2 separate regions of the Mus musculus genome follow, and region 2 is linked to region 1. Evidence: chromatin contacts called from public Hi-C data. All regions are on one chromosome and are shown on one strand. Each heading gives the region's core, a stretch centred on a gene start, on an enhancer-like site or on the middle of the called end of the contact. The rest is flanking DNA. Distances are from core to core; before and after follow the strand shown. Region 1 has its middle 29 kb from the start of Gm41040. Region 2 has its middle 6.9 kb from the start of Gm36427.

Evidence for each region. A called contact is a pair of places that touch in the nucleus more often than the background predicts.
Region 2: a Hi-C map of uterus shows a contact between it and region 1, with 4 times the contacts expected there. The contact joins two enhancer-like sites. A contact is called at or near these places in 9 of 484 Hi-C or Micro-C datasets (the AML12 cell line, the N1E-115 cell line, cerebral cortex and 2 more) and 1 of 115 datasets of contacts at active chromatin or transcription factors (fibro-adipogenic progenitors).

What each region holds. Positions count from the first base shown.
Region 1 is chr13:100,889,717-100,896,550 of GRCm38.p6, forward strand. No RefSeq gene overlaps it. Among named protein-coding and RNA genes, the nearest start is that of Gm41040, 29 kb to the left of the region's middle. Within about 2 kb of position 2,650, at least 55 of the 459 cell types and tissues checked have an H3K27ac peak or open chromatin away from gene starts, as enhancers often do. A contact at or near this core is called in uterus, where this site is marked.
Region 2 is chr13:101,309,398-101,316,231 of GRCm38.p6, forward strand. No RefSeq gene overlaps it. Among named protein-coding and RNA genes, the nearest start is that of Gm36427, 6.9 kb to the left of the region's middle. Within about 2 kb of position 2,719, at least 20 of the 459 cell types and tissues checked have an H3K27ac peak or open chromatin away from gene starts, as enhancers often do. A contact at or near this core is called in uterus, where this site is marked.

The DNA of each region.
Region 1 (6,834 bases), core at 1,400-3,899:
CCACCAAAGAGTGGGTCAGAGGCTTGAATGCCCACCCGGGGCTGGCTGAGGGGAAAGCATATGGCAGCTCTCCCAATTCTGACTGTCCAGAGCATAGGTGGAACTCTGGTGGGACGTGGGTCTTTCCTCCCACTCTTCCTCCAGGCCCCCTTTTTAGTCCCCACCCCTACACGTCCTGTGATAGTCAACAAGCCAAGGAACACCAGGGGCTTCTGGGAGACAGGGGAGACTAGGAATGGGTGAGGAGGGGCCTGTAGAGGGAGCAGAGATGGATGATTCCCGAATCTCAGCCTTTTTATCTCCAGAGCTATGAACAATAAATCCTGGATAGCTTAAGTCATCAGATGTATCTAAGTTTTGCCATGGCAACCCTAGAAAATTAGTGCAACAAACACATGCAAAACTAAAGGTGGGAAAAAGGATCTACCTGCCTGCCTCTTCCTTCCTTCCTTCCCTCCCTCCCTCCCTCCCTCCCTCCCTCCCTCCCTCCCTCCCTCCCTCCCTCCTTCCTTTCTTCCTTCCTTCCTTCCTCCCTTCCTCCCTCCCTCCCTCCCTCCCTTCCTCACTTCCTCCTTCCCTCCTTTCCTTCCTTCCTGCTTTCCTGCCTTCTTCCTGACTCCCTGCCTCCCTTTCCGGGGAGAATAACAGTTTATCTAGGCAAGGGGGTGGGAGGTGAGCATGGCATAATACAAGGTAGAACTGTCAAAATTTAATATTCATCATCCTATAAACATTGATGGTCCCTCTTAGCAAAATTACAATCCATTGGGAAGACTGTATGTGGCGGGGTTGTGTGTGTGCAGGTGGCTGTGCACGCATGAAGTCATCTTCCATGGTGCAGAATACGTAATGCTGAACCGGAGAACTCCAGGAGTAGTGACATAAACATTTTAGAATTGCAAGGGTAAGGAGGAGATGGGATCGCCAGGGCTGTGTGTGTGGGAACAGGATTGTGGAATGACTTATGTACTGTGTGCATGAATAACTTCCCTGTGATGAAAAGCTGCTTTAAAAAGAATTCTCAGGACTCACTGAGAGATGGCTCAGCAGTTAAGAGTGCATACTGCTCTTGCAGAGGACCAGAGTTAAGTTCCTGAACTTATGTGAGGTAGGTCACAACCTAACACCAGCTCCCGAGGATCTAATGTGTTCTGGCCTCCTCAGGAAACCATGTTTACAAACACCTCCCCCCTTACATATAATTAAGATGCTAAAATAAGGGACTGGAGAGATGATGGCTCAGTCGTTCAGCGCATTGGTTGCTATTCTAGAGGACTCAGGTTTGATTCCCAGCACCCACATAGTGGTTCACAAACATTTACAGTTTCACTTCTAGGAGATACCACACCCTTTTCTGGTCTCTGCTATCACCAGGCACACAAATGGTGCACAGACATTGTCTAGTCAGGGTTCTCTAGAGTCACAGAGCTTATGGAGAGTCTCTATATAGTAAAGGAATTTACTGATGACTTACAGTCTGCAGTCCGATTCCCAACAATGGTTCAGTAGTAGCTGTGAATGGAAGTGCAAGGATCTAGCAGTTACTCAGTCCCACACGACAAGCAGGCGAAAGAATGAGAGTGAGACTCCCTTCTTTCAATGTCCTTATATGGTCTCCAGTAGAAGGTGTAGCTCAGATTAAAGGTGTGTGCCACCACATCTTTAATCCCAGAAGACCTTGAACTCGGAGATCTCCCTGTCTTAATCTTCTGGAATCCATAGCCACTATGCCTCAAGATCTCCATACCAAGATCCAGACCAGAAACTTCTATCTCCCAGCCTTCAGATAAGGGTCACTGGTGAGCCTTCCAATTCTGGATTGTAGTTCATTCCAAATATAGTCAAGTTGACAACCAGGAATAGCCACTACAGACATGCATGCAAGCAAAATATCCATACATATAAAATAAAAAAACATTGTTACACAAAGCTAAAATAAAGAAAAAAAGAAAAGAATTATTGATATATGAAATCATTTATAGGAATAGGAATATGTTGATTTTGGAGACAAAGTTTGAGCTTAGACACATTTTATTTGGGGGGGGGGTGATTGTTAATTTCTCTGTTCCCTAGGCCTGAGGAAGGGTTGAGTACAGTCGGTTCCTACAACTTTCCTATCTCCCCTTATGCCACATTCACATCCTACTCTTATAAAAGGATAAAAGTGTCCATTATTTTGTTTGCACAAACTGGAAAAACAATAAGGTTCATTTTACCAAATTTTTCTTCAAAACTGAAACCTAGAGAGATGAAACTTTGGAAAGATCAATCTTTTAGAAAAACATATTACATCTTATTTATCGATCGTGAGTCTGTAAAGGGCATGCATCACAGCCCAAATGTGGGGGTCAGAGGACAACTTGTAGGAGTTGATTTTCTCCTTTTACTATGTGAGTCCAAGGGATGGAACTCACGTCACTAGCCTTGGTGGCAAGTGTATTTACCCCTTAAGTTACCTCGCTGGCTCAGGTAAGCACCACCTCTTGGGAGTGGGAGTCCCAGGAACCTTCTTATTCCTCGAGGAATTAGTAAATTCACCAGAACTAAGAACTTCCTGCAAATGCCTCTCCAATCCTTAGTTCTCAAGGAGCGAGGGCTCAGCCTGCACTGCCACAATTCGCCATTAGAGGGCAGTGCAGCCGCGAGAGCCGAGGAAGGAGGGGGCGAAGGATGCTTCTTAGCACTTGGAGAGTGGGAGGAAGTGTCTCGCAATGTTTGCACTTGAAGCATCTCAGTAGTTAGATATTTCACTGGCACAAATGGCGTGTCCTCTTCTAAATTTTGTGCGAATATGAAAAGGCAGTAACTTTGATCTTAGTGCATGTTCTATGGCTATCTATTTCGTTTCGAGCCAGGAATTTATTAGGACATCGAAGGGAAAGGCAAGAAGAACTTTAGATGGGCACATCTCTATTTCCCTACTTTTGCGATAGATTTAGTACACGCTCTGAAAGAATACAGTGCCGGCTGAAAAGTGCTCTGTTTCCTCTCTATTATTCTAAAATAGATGTGCTTCTCTCACGCATGGATGGACCATTTACCCCTGATTTGTATCTCGGGGACAAATCTGACTCGTTAGCGCCGTTATTTGTAAACTGCTAACCTGGTTCCCTGCGCTCTTGTAACGCTATCTTGATGGGTTGCTGTGAAAATGTGAAGCTGCCTGTCAGGCAGGAAAAATTATGTAAAAATGATGTGGGTATAGAAAATGGAATCGACAAAATGTAATAAACTCCCCCTGGGCTGGAGAGCCGAGCTGCATATGTAATGAAGTAGTTTAGGATTACGTCACCTTTTATATAACATCTGGCAGTGACTTTTATTTCAGAGCTAATTTGAAGAAGCCGGGAGCTCTTTTTTTTTTTTTTTCCTTCTCCCTCCCAGAGCCTGCCTTTATCTGAAAGAAGTAAAAGGAACAGTTACATTTTGCATGCAAAGGAAGCTGGAGTGGTTAGATTATTTCCTTGGGGTAATGGAGAAAGGGAAAAAGAAATAGAAGAAAGGTCAGGTGAACACAGCAGAGGGGATGGATAGGTTTGTGGGATTCTTAGACACACTGGACCAGTGCAAGCAGCCAGACAGATAACCTGGGTGGCTTGGCTCTCCTCTCCTCTTCCCTCTCCACTGCCCTTGCTTGGTCAGCATATACCTGATCCAAGAATACCATGGCAATAGTTTGTCTGTAAATATTTGATTCGTAGTAACAAGTTATAAAAATGTCTTAGATGATTGCTTAGTCCTTTGGTTTCTTTATCTTTCAAGGAGAAAGCCATCCCTCCAAACAACACCTGCCTTCCCTACAGTGTCCAGAAGCACACATCTGTTACAGTATTCACACAGTCAGCTCGACTCTGTCTTTTTGTCTAGATCAACAGTGATGAAGGTCTACGAATTTCCTCTCGTGGAAGAGAGAGCTCAGGATGGTTGGGACCATCTTTGCATCTCTCCTTTTTTTGCTGCTCCAAGCTTCTCTGCCAAGCTTGTCTTGTCACAGTCTGGTCCTTGCTGACTGAACTGTGTTTGATGACCTCACTGTCCCTCTTCATGATATGTTTTGAATCTTCCAGTCTTACTAAAACCCCAAGATATCCTTTCCTGAATCCCAAGGCCACGTGTATAATTCAGACGGGAGATTTTCTTACTTTTTTTTTTTTTTTTTTTTTGTGGCTGATGACTTTCCAACAGCGTGTTTGAGAGTTAGTGGGATGTTTCAAAGTCAAACAATAGATTTGCATATGATAAGGGAGAACGTGTTCTCAAGAAGCTGAAGTATGCTATGAAATCCATAATTATGATTTCTGCCAGTGCCGCCTTCTTCAGGCCTTGGCAACCCTATGGGTGAGCGAGAACAGGCATGTGGGCGTCAGTGGGTGGGAACTGCCAGTCGTTGTGGGTTGAGGGAAGTTAAATCCAGGAATCTTTCTTTTCAAGACTCGGGTCTTCTTGTAATCCCAGCCTCAGAAGGCAAGGGCTATGCTAGAGGGTCTAGATGTCAGCCTACGTCCTGAGGACAACTATGTGAGAGCCTGTGAGATGATCGTCATATCAGTGGACACGGTGTATTGGGTGGACATGGGTAGAGTGTTGGAGCAAATGGGGCCAGCCAAAGGACCCTTTGGTGGATTACCATCATGTGGGCTAGCAAGCTCTAGGCCATGAACCCCGAGACTTTGTAGGCAAGGAGTGGTCTTGGCTTTGTTTGTGGGGACTTTTATCTGGTAGCTTGGGAGGCAACTGCTGGAGGAGTTCTGTTGTCCTAACTTGGACTTTACCTTCCTCGAAGGAACCATGGCTGCTGGTCACTGGAGTAGCTGTATTGTTACTCTTTAGGGATAATCTCTCGTGCACTGTGTGGAGGCATCACCTGTCAATAAAGAGCTGATGGCCAATGAGCTGAAGCAGGATTAGAAGGTGGGACATTTGACAGAGAGAGGGGAAAGTCTGGGAGATAGTTAGAAGCAGGAGATTCAACCTGGACTGGAAGGAATGGCAGCTATACAATAGTTTACACTGGTTAATTAAGTTATAAGTTGGACTGGGAACAGCCCAAGCTTAAGCCCTATGCATAGTACATAAAGAGGCCTCTGAGTTGTTATTTGAGGGCATAGGTGGAAAAGCCCGTGGTTTCATTAATGTTAGGTAATTTAGATTGAAGTCTGAGTGAGGTCTGGAGGTGTCAGTATGTTTAATATTGATGCTGTGGTGTGTAGGCTATGAATCATCGTGTGGCATTCTACCCCCAAACACACTGTCAGTGTCATTACTTTTTAAGTATGTGCCATATGTTTGTGGGTCAGAAATTTGAGCCAGTGCTGAGCTGGGCAATTTAACCACAGTGACTTAGTGGTCTAGTGTGTACTGAAGGGTCTACAATGGGTCCACTCATGGGACTGGGTCTTATGTAGCAGGATATAGACTTCAGACCTGTTTTCTTTCTCCAGAACCGTTCTACAGGTTTTCTCTAGAAAGACCATTAGGATTTTACACAGTGCCTTACTCAGAATTTGGCCAGGTCTCTGAAAGTCTAAGCTCAGAACTGACAACGTATCAATTCCGTTGCACTTCTGTGGTCAAATTCATTGCATGGCAGCTCAGAATAAGAATGTAATAAAATAGCTGGTGATACATGCCTTTAATCCCAGCACTTGGGAGGCAGAGGCAGGTGAATCTCTGCTTTCAAGGCCAGCTTGATCTACAAGTAACAGAGAAATCCTGTCTCAAAAAAACAAAAAAACAAAACAAAACAAACAAACAAACAAAAAAACCCAAAACAAAACCAAACCAAAACCAAACCAACCAACCAACCAAAAGTAATAAAGCAGATCCTGTCTCCTAAGGAAAGGAGTGTTGCCGAATCTTTAGCCATCTTTGATCTACTAGGTAAATGTTGCACACACAAAGTGTATGGGGACAGGGCAAGAATGAGGACTATATAAAGAAAGACATTCCTTTTCTGTGGTAGTAGTGAAGAGTCAGGTTTCTCAAGTGAATGGAGGTCTCTGGGAGGGCTGTCCTTCCTTCCCTTCCACCTGAGGACAGTGTTCCAAAGGAGGAATTAGGGACATTTCTCATTTTCTCTACTATGCTGCATAGCAAGCTAGGGACTAAGCAAGCAATGGACTATCCAGGCTTGAAAGCCTTTCAGATTCTTCAGTTTGTACAGAGCAGGGTAGGGGAGAGCTAGAACTGGTTTTCAAAACTCCAATTAGACTACATTTAATTTCTTTTGTTGATAACGTCTATATACTGTACAGAACATACAAACGCTGGAATAAAATCATTGTTTTGTAACTGTAGTCACAACATAATCCTGACAGCCACCGTGCAGGTCCCCTTCTTCATCTCTCATTTAATTTAATTAACTTTTCTGCTTTTCTCTCCCCTCACCTTCACTCTTTCTCTTCCCACTCCTGTGTTCACAATACATACTGTCTTCTCTTCTTGTACCTTGCTTTTTCATAGCTGTCTCAAATCAGTGAGTATAGATTAACTTAGTTTCCACCCCTTAAAAAGCTATATGGTATTCTGTTGCATGAACATGATACAATCATGTCTTTTCTTCTTCTTTTTTTTTCAAGACAGGGTTTCTCTGTGTAGCCCTGGCTGGCTGTCCTGGAACTCACTCTGTAGACCAGGCTGGCCTCGAACTCAGAAATCCGCCTGCCTTTGCCTCCTGAGTGCTGGGATTAAAGGCGTGTGCCACCACGCCCGGCTCTTCTTCTTCTTCTTCTTCTCCTCCTCCTCCAACTCCTCCTCCTCCTCCAACTCCTCCTCCTCCTCCTTCTTCTAAAGTCAGTTTTATGTCATGGATGTTTTAGGTTGGTTCCAATCCTT
Region 2 (6,834 bases), core at 1,469-3,968, 420 kb after region 1:
ACGTGAAGACAAACATTTTGGAACATGTCCTCAAATGCAGAGTCTCTCCTGTTCCTCCAAGTAGTTGGTACCTTAGCAAGTTGCTGTATGTGTGCTGTCAAGTTAAGGAGCTGGGCTTTCTGGGAAGCTTTGTCCAGTGACTGTGACTCATTCTGAATGTCCCCGTCCAGCTTCAGGTCTAGGGAAGGGCAATGAGGTTTATTTTGAAATGAGGTTCAGAACTATGTTTACTTCATGCCTTCTTTGATGAGTGATCTATATCTGATTACCAGGAGTCATTGATCATCCTTCTTCACTTTCTAGTTGGAAGGAGGAGTGAAATCAACATCACTGGCTCTGTTTTTCCTATATTCATGGGCATTGCTCAGAACTTTCACACTAAGCAAGAAGAGGGACATCGGGGTCCTCCTAAAATAGGGACAAAAATAATTCATAATGGATGGGAGTGTAGAGTTTGGGAAAAGAACCAATCTGCCTTCAGTGGTAAAATCTCCATTGTTTTATACCTTTTGAGACTATCTCATTTTGTGTGTGAGGTTTAGGGGACATATTCCTAATGCTACTGTGGTCTCGATACTCAAGAGATCATGTGGAAATTTGCCTTTTGTGCCAAGAATGTTTCCAAAAGCTGGAAGAGTGAAAATCTCCCTGAAGTTCTTGAACTTACTTTCTTTCCTGTGGGTTTTCTTGTGGAGGGTATGCAGTCATAACTAGATTTTAAAACTACACATGTCTCAAGTCTCACTTAACTCTTCAGACCCATGAACTGGATGTGTTTCTAACAAGAGACACACCGGGTGGGTGTGTGCTGGGTAGTAAGGGTTGAGGGTTTAATTGCTAACTGGTGGAGAAAGGTGAACAGTATATAACAACCATGGGGGTAGGAGGCATGAGACCCAGAGATAAGATTTATTTTAAAACCTCCTGAGCCTTGGCTATTTGTCTGTACAACAGAGATCACAATACTGACTTTCAGAGGTCTGGAGAAGGCTTGAGTAATATAGTGTGTGTGGATGAAGTGCCCTGGGAACTGCAAACCATTTTACACATGTAAATTGTGGTTCCTGGACTCACATTGGATCGAATAGTTCTTGAAAACAAAGCAGTCTAAGTCTGGTGCTTTGTGAAACAGATATTCCTCATTGATTTTTTTCCTAATGGGATTTAATTTGTACACTGTTGTGTCTATGTGTTCAAGATATGAGTTGGGTGGAAAAGACCGAAACTCAGAAGTTGAGCAGCATCCCCACCTTGAAATGTAGAAACTGCTCAAAAGCCTGAGCTTTCATCATGGTAACCTGGGAAACAGCTGTGTGTAAGGTGCTCTCACCTGATGGGCTAGTGGGTTCCACATCTGCCCTCCAATTATTTGTCACCTCTCCCAGTGCATTTGAGCCACCTTTACTTGTATACAAGGTTTGCAGAGGACCATGGTCGTGACTGTTCTGAGTTTTCAAGCCTTCCAGAAAGAGAAGTGGTTTGGCATCTAGGGAATTATTTTTTTTTATAATTTCTACCACTTAATGTTCTCTCTCTCTCTCCCTCCCTCTCTCTCTCTCTGTGTGTGTGTTATGAGGGGGTTGATTTAAGCACTGGATTGTGTAACTGCCTTAATTAAGCAGTATTTTCAGGTAGGAACTGTTAATACCCCTTGTTTGTAGATAAGGGGAATGAACATGGGTAGCTTTAGATCAATTGTTCTGAGTCAGGAAATCCGACAGTGCAAGTTAGGAATATGTGTGGGCATGACTGGCTCTAACGGCTTCTCTTAGATCAGAATACTGCTCTATGTCTGGCTGGGCTAGGGATTTCAAGAAGCCAAAGGTATTGAGTGAGGTGAAACTTGACCTTGGAGGTATCTCCCTCTTGCCGGAGATAAGAGAGGCACAGAACATGTAGCATCCACCCCGAGGTGCTGATAGATTGGACCCACCTTCAGCCCCCAAAGGAAAATGTCACATGATGAATCAGCAGGGCCTAGATTGTCTATACATAGCACATGAGTGCTGGTCCCTCTGCTCCACACTGCTTTTCAGGTGCAATTAATCATTTCAGCCATTTGCTCTAAAGAGAAATGCCCAGATTTTAATGTCTGTGGCTTAGTGCAGGGCTTGGAACTTCTCCTTGGGTTCTCTTGAGTCTTACTTCCTACTGAGCATTCAGAACTTATAGGCATTGTTTTCAGAATGAAAAGAGGGAGCGAAGGAAGGGAGAGAGGGAAAATAAGGAGGGAAAGAAAGGAAGGAAGAAAAGAAAAGAAAGAAAAGAAAAGAAAAGAGAAAAGAGAAGAGAAGAGAAGAGAAAAAAGAAAAGAAAAGAAAAGAAAAGAAAAGAAAAGAAAAGGAGTTAGCTTAAGCAAGCAGAGGAGAAGGAAAGGGACAGGAACCTGGGATTCAGGGTGGAGTCAAGGAGAATGAAATGGAGGCTTTGGACACCTCCTTACCCACCCTATGCCATCTCATAAATCTTTATATTTCATTTCACTAAATGTGGCAGAAATACAACTGCGCTTGCACATAATTGCTGCCATTGAAGGAATCCACCCTGGCATACCCATTTGAGTTAAAAAAAAAAATAACCCATGTAACCTAAGAGCAAATCAGAGGCTGGACTCTCCGTGCCAAGCATAATCTCAAGCAACATTTAACTAGGTTCAATATTTATTTCCCTGCCTTGCCTCACTTTGAAATGATCTGGACTCAGTTCAGAGAGGACCAGCCCTGATTTTATGGTGCTCTTGGATAGCTTCCAGCAGCATGAGGGCTCAGATGTCAGGGAGTTCCAGAAAAGTGAGATCCTTGTAGATTTCACAATGTAAGACACCCTCTCCTGCTCACATTTTGCAACACGAAGGCCTTTTCCTTGATGTTATGACTTTTTGAGAGTTGTCTGAGCACCCTTAAATAATATCTCTCCTGCATGTTCCAACTTCTATCTTATCTCTAGGGGTGGAGTAGATAAAATTAACTTTGTTAACAGTGTGCATAAGTAAAAAAAAAAAAAATCTCAAAAAAATCTTCAAAGACCATTGACCAGTGTTCAAATAGACGACATGCTGCCAGCCATTGTGGAAGTCAGACTTAGAAGTTTCAACCTACATTAAGTAGCAGGTAACACTCAAGCAAGTTTGATGGATACAAGGGACACATCAAATAAAAAGCGGCCAGTTCTCAAGCTTTTGTACCTCAAATAATCAATAGAAAAGCCGGGCAATTTTAGTGTAAACCGGAGCTGTATCTTAGGATGGCAGGACTAACTTCTAGCTCCCTGTTAAAGGAGGGACTAGGCTGACACCGAATGAACTCACACTCACCCGTGACATTTATTATAGCGGCATGACTTGGTTAAGTGAAGTGATTGATACCCTCCCTTAAAAATGAAGCCTTTCATATATTTTTAGTTTGGAAAAAGACTCCAGGACCTTACTCTATAAAATAACATATTTTCATTTTCTTTATTTTACTGTCATCTGTACAAAGTGAGTTTTCATCTGGCTTAACCGCAGGAACTCAGGAGACTGTGAGGCCTATACTCATATCCTAAGAGCATCTTTTATTGACCATCAAGAAATCTGTGGGCTTCTCTAGGTGTGGAATTGGGAGAGTTGAGGGAGATAATGCATTTAAAGCAGCTAGTAAGATATGCAGGCATATAGTCAAGAAATGCTGGGCATACTGTTATTAAAATAATAATTGTTAAAGTTATCTTGATTCTTGATGTCATAATTCCATAAACCATTAGGCTATTAACAGATGTAAAAACAATCACACCTATTGTAGATGTTTATGTTCCAGGCAGGCAACATGGCTAATACTTTCTTTCTCTTTGGATTCTCATCACCATCCCCAAAGTGTATGAGCTTTAGAAAGGAGGAAACTGAGGAAATGGAAGGAAACTGTCAGGGTCTGGCTGGCCTCCCTGTGCCGTGTCACGCAGATGGTTGGGTTTTGGCCCGTTCTATCTTTGGATGACAAGCAAACACTGACACACTTGGAGGGGGTTACCGTATCTCTTTGGACCTTGGGCTTTTCATCTGTCAGGTGAGAAGGTAGAGTAGGGTACAGGAGATATTTTCGGGCTCCAGGACTCTAACAGAGTCAGTTGTTGAGAGATACAAGCTTGGAAAATGTATAAACAGGGTTTTATGTGCTTGGCATGGAGCTTGTGTGCGCGGATAGCTTGCTCTGCTCTGTCACTTCTTCCACTCAGGCTGAAGGGGGGAGTGGTGCTGCATTTCCCATGATCCTTAGCGTTCTCTCTCTCTCTCTCTCTCTCTCTCTCTCTCTCTCTCTCTCTCTCTCTCTCTCTCTGTAGGCTCTTCCACAGAAGAAGCTGTCTGCTTCCTCAGACACATCTGCAGTCTACATGGTTGGTTTCACAGAAGTAGTGAAATCTTGAGTTCTGGTAAATCTTCATGTCCTGCTTCCAAATTTGGATCTACAGAGACACTTAACAATAGCTCCTTCTTTTTAAATCCTAAAATAATTTTCCCTTCCATTCTGGTAATAATAGGATTAAAAGAACATTTGATTATGATTAAAAGAATATATTTATATTTGGTCCTCACACTTCAGGGGGAACAAGAAAAAAAGATTGGATACTTTTGTTGTAGGATATATATATATATATAGTTGTTGTAGGGTTAGTATATATATGAAATACTATATACATATATGTGTGTGTGTATACACACACACACACACACACATTTCAATTCTGGCCATATATTAAGCAGTTTACAGATATAGTATATTTGCAGTGGTGGACAAGGCTAAGGTCCAGTGTCTGGAAAATGGTAGGGTCTAGAGGTGATAGTAGGGACTTTGAACTTTAGAGTTTTTGTGGCACCAAGCCCAGGGACTTTTCTGATGACCAGTTGTTATGTCCTGGTGCCACAATAGACTCTTGGCCTGAGCTTGTGCTCATTCCTACTCTTGAATCTATCCTCTGCTAGGCCTGGCTCCATCCTGTCCCTCTATCTCAGGAGTGTGAGGGGCATGTAGAAATGCCCATGCTAGTTCAACTTTTTAGAAGCAGTTGGGACATTGGCACATTTTGGGCCTTCCACTTTTTGGGAGGAGAGAGAATGGTGGAATTCAGGCTGCAGAAAGACATGAAAGGAAAAGAAAAAAAAAAAAACATCTGCCTTTAACCTGTAGGGTTAGCTCCCTTATGCTGTCAGTTGGTAGACATTCCTTGTCAGGAGAGACACCTGCTCCATCCTGGTAACTTTAGTACCCTATAGATATTTGGAGGAAAGACTAGAATTAGTTAAACCATGATTTCACTTTTAGGTATGTGCATTAATTGTATGGCAGAGGGTTTTTTTGTTTGTTTGTTTGTTTGTTTGTTTCTTAAATTTGATTAATTTACATGTAAACACAGATCAAGTCAGAGCCTATCAGGTTCATGAAGGTTGCCACACATACCTAGACCAACTGAAGGAATAGTAACAGAAACTCACAGATGGACCAGACCTTTCAGGACAGAGAGGATGCAACTAGAAGCTGGAGGTGTGTTTTATAATGTGTTTCAATGGTACTTACCCAACCTGAGAAAACTCTTAAACAGAGATCTGTTAGCCTTGCCTTTGATGGTTTGTAGCTAACATTAAAGTCAGGGGACGGCCCTGTACTACTGGCTTTTTCCAAGTGAGGATCACTAAGCAAGAGTTGCTGCCCTTTAAATATTATTTACCCAAATATGACCTGGCTTTTCAGGGAAAATGCACAAAGGGAAATAAAAATGTCTATTTTCTTAAGAGCCCCTTAAAGCTTGCTGATGAAGCTCTGTCAGGGATTTTTAGCAAAGCTCTTTTGCAGGAGTTTAAAATATGCTCATAAAAATTAACTGCAGGCTTCTTATGCAAGTTAAAAACAGAATTTGTGTGGTTCTTTTAAAATCGTCTAGGTCTTTAAAGGAGGCATAATGAAGACACAGCCTCGTCAACGCTTTCCCTGTGGCTGCACAGCCTGTTTGTTTAAGGACCCATTAAGGCTTTGCAGCTCATCTTACCCTTCCCCTAGTCCCAGAAGCACAAAGTATTTCCGGTTTTGTTCAGAGTGATCAAGGAAAATGCCAGCTGTTCCTTTTTTATTTTGCCTTACCCCCGTTGAAACGGAATTAAAGTTCAGGAAAGGTATAAGATAGCTTCATGATGCAGAGCCTAAAATTCCTGCTCAGATCTCTACGAAATTGATGCTTCAATAATATGTACATAGGAACAACTCCCATGGTCCTCTGGGGCCATGGTATGGAGTACCAGCTGATTCTGTTAGGCTTTGGAAGCTAGACCTGCGAGCTTCTTCTTTATTTCTTTTGGTTCTAATCACAGTAAAAGGTGGATTTCTAAAGTCATTGTGATCTGTGTGGGCACTGTCTTCTCCACTGGAAGCTAAGACTATACCTACATGGCCCTGGCTGCTTTACTTATCCCTAAGAAAAGGAAAAGCCACTGTTGGTCCCTGCCGAGGGTGCCTTCTATCAGTTCTTTTAGGGACCTCTTCTTGGGCCTTTGTATTTGCATGGAGTATGGTTGCAGTGCTCTGTTTGGAAGGAGGAGAGAATATAGCACAGATGACACAAAGACCTGCATTTACTCATTTATTCAAACATAAAACGAACATGTGCACCCGACGAATCACTAGGGCACCAATGATGAGCCAACATTACAAGCTCCACCCTCACAGATGAGAAGCTTGCAGGCACAGGAGAGCTCACCTTTAGTGCATATGTGAGATCCAGTCCTCTGAGGGCACTGTGAGGCAGAAGCGAGCCATCTATCCCAGAGTCGAGAGCAGTTCATGAAGAGTTGCCTGAAAGGAGACTCGTGGG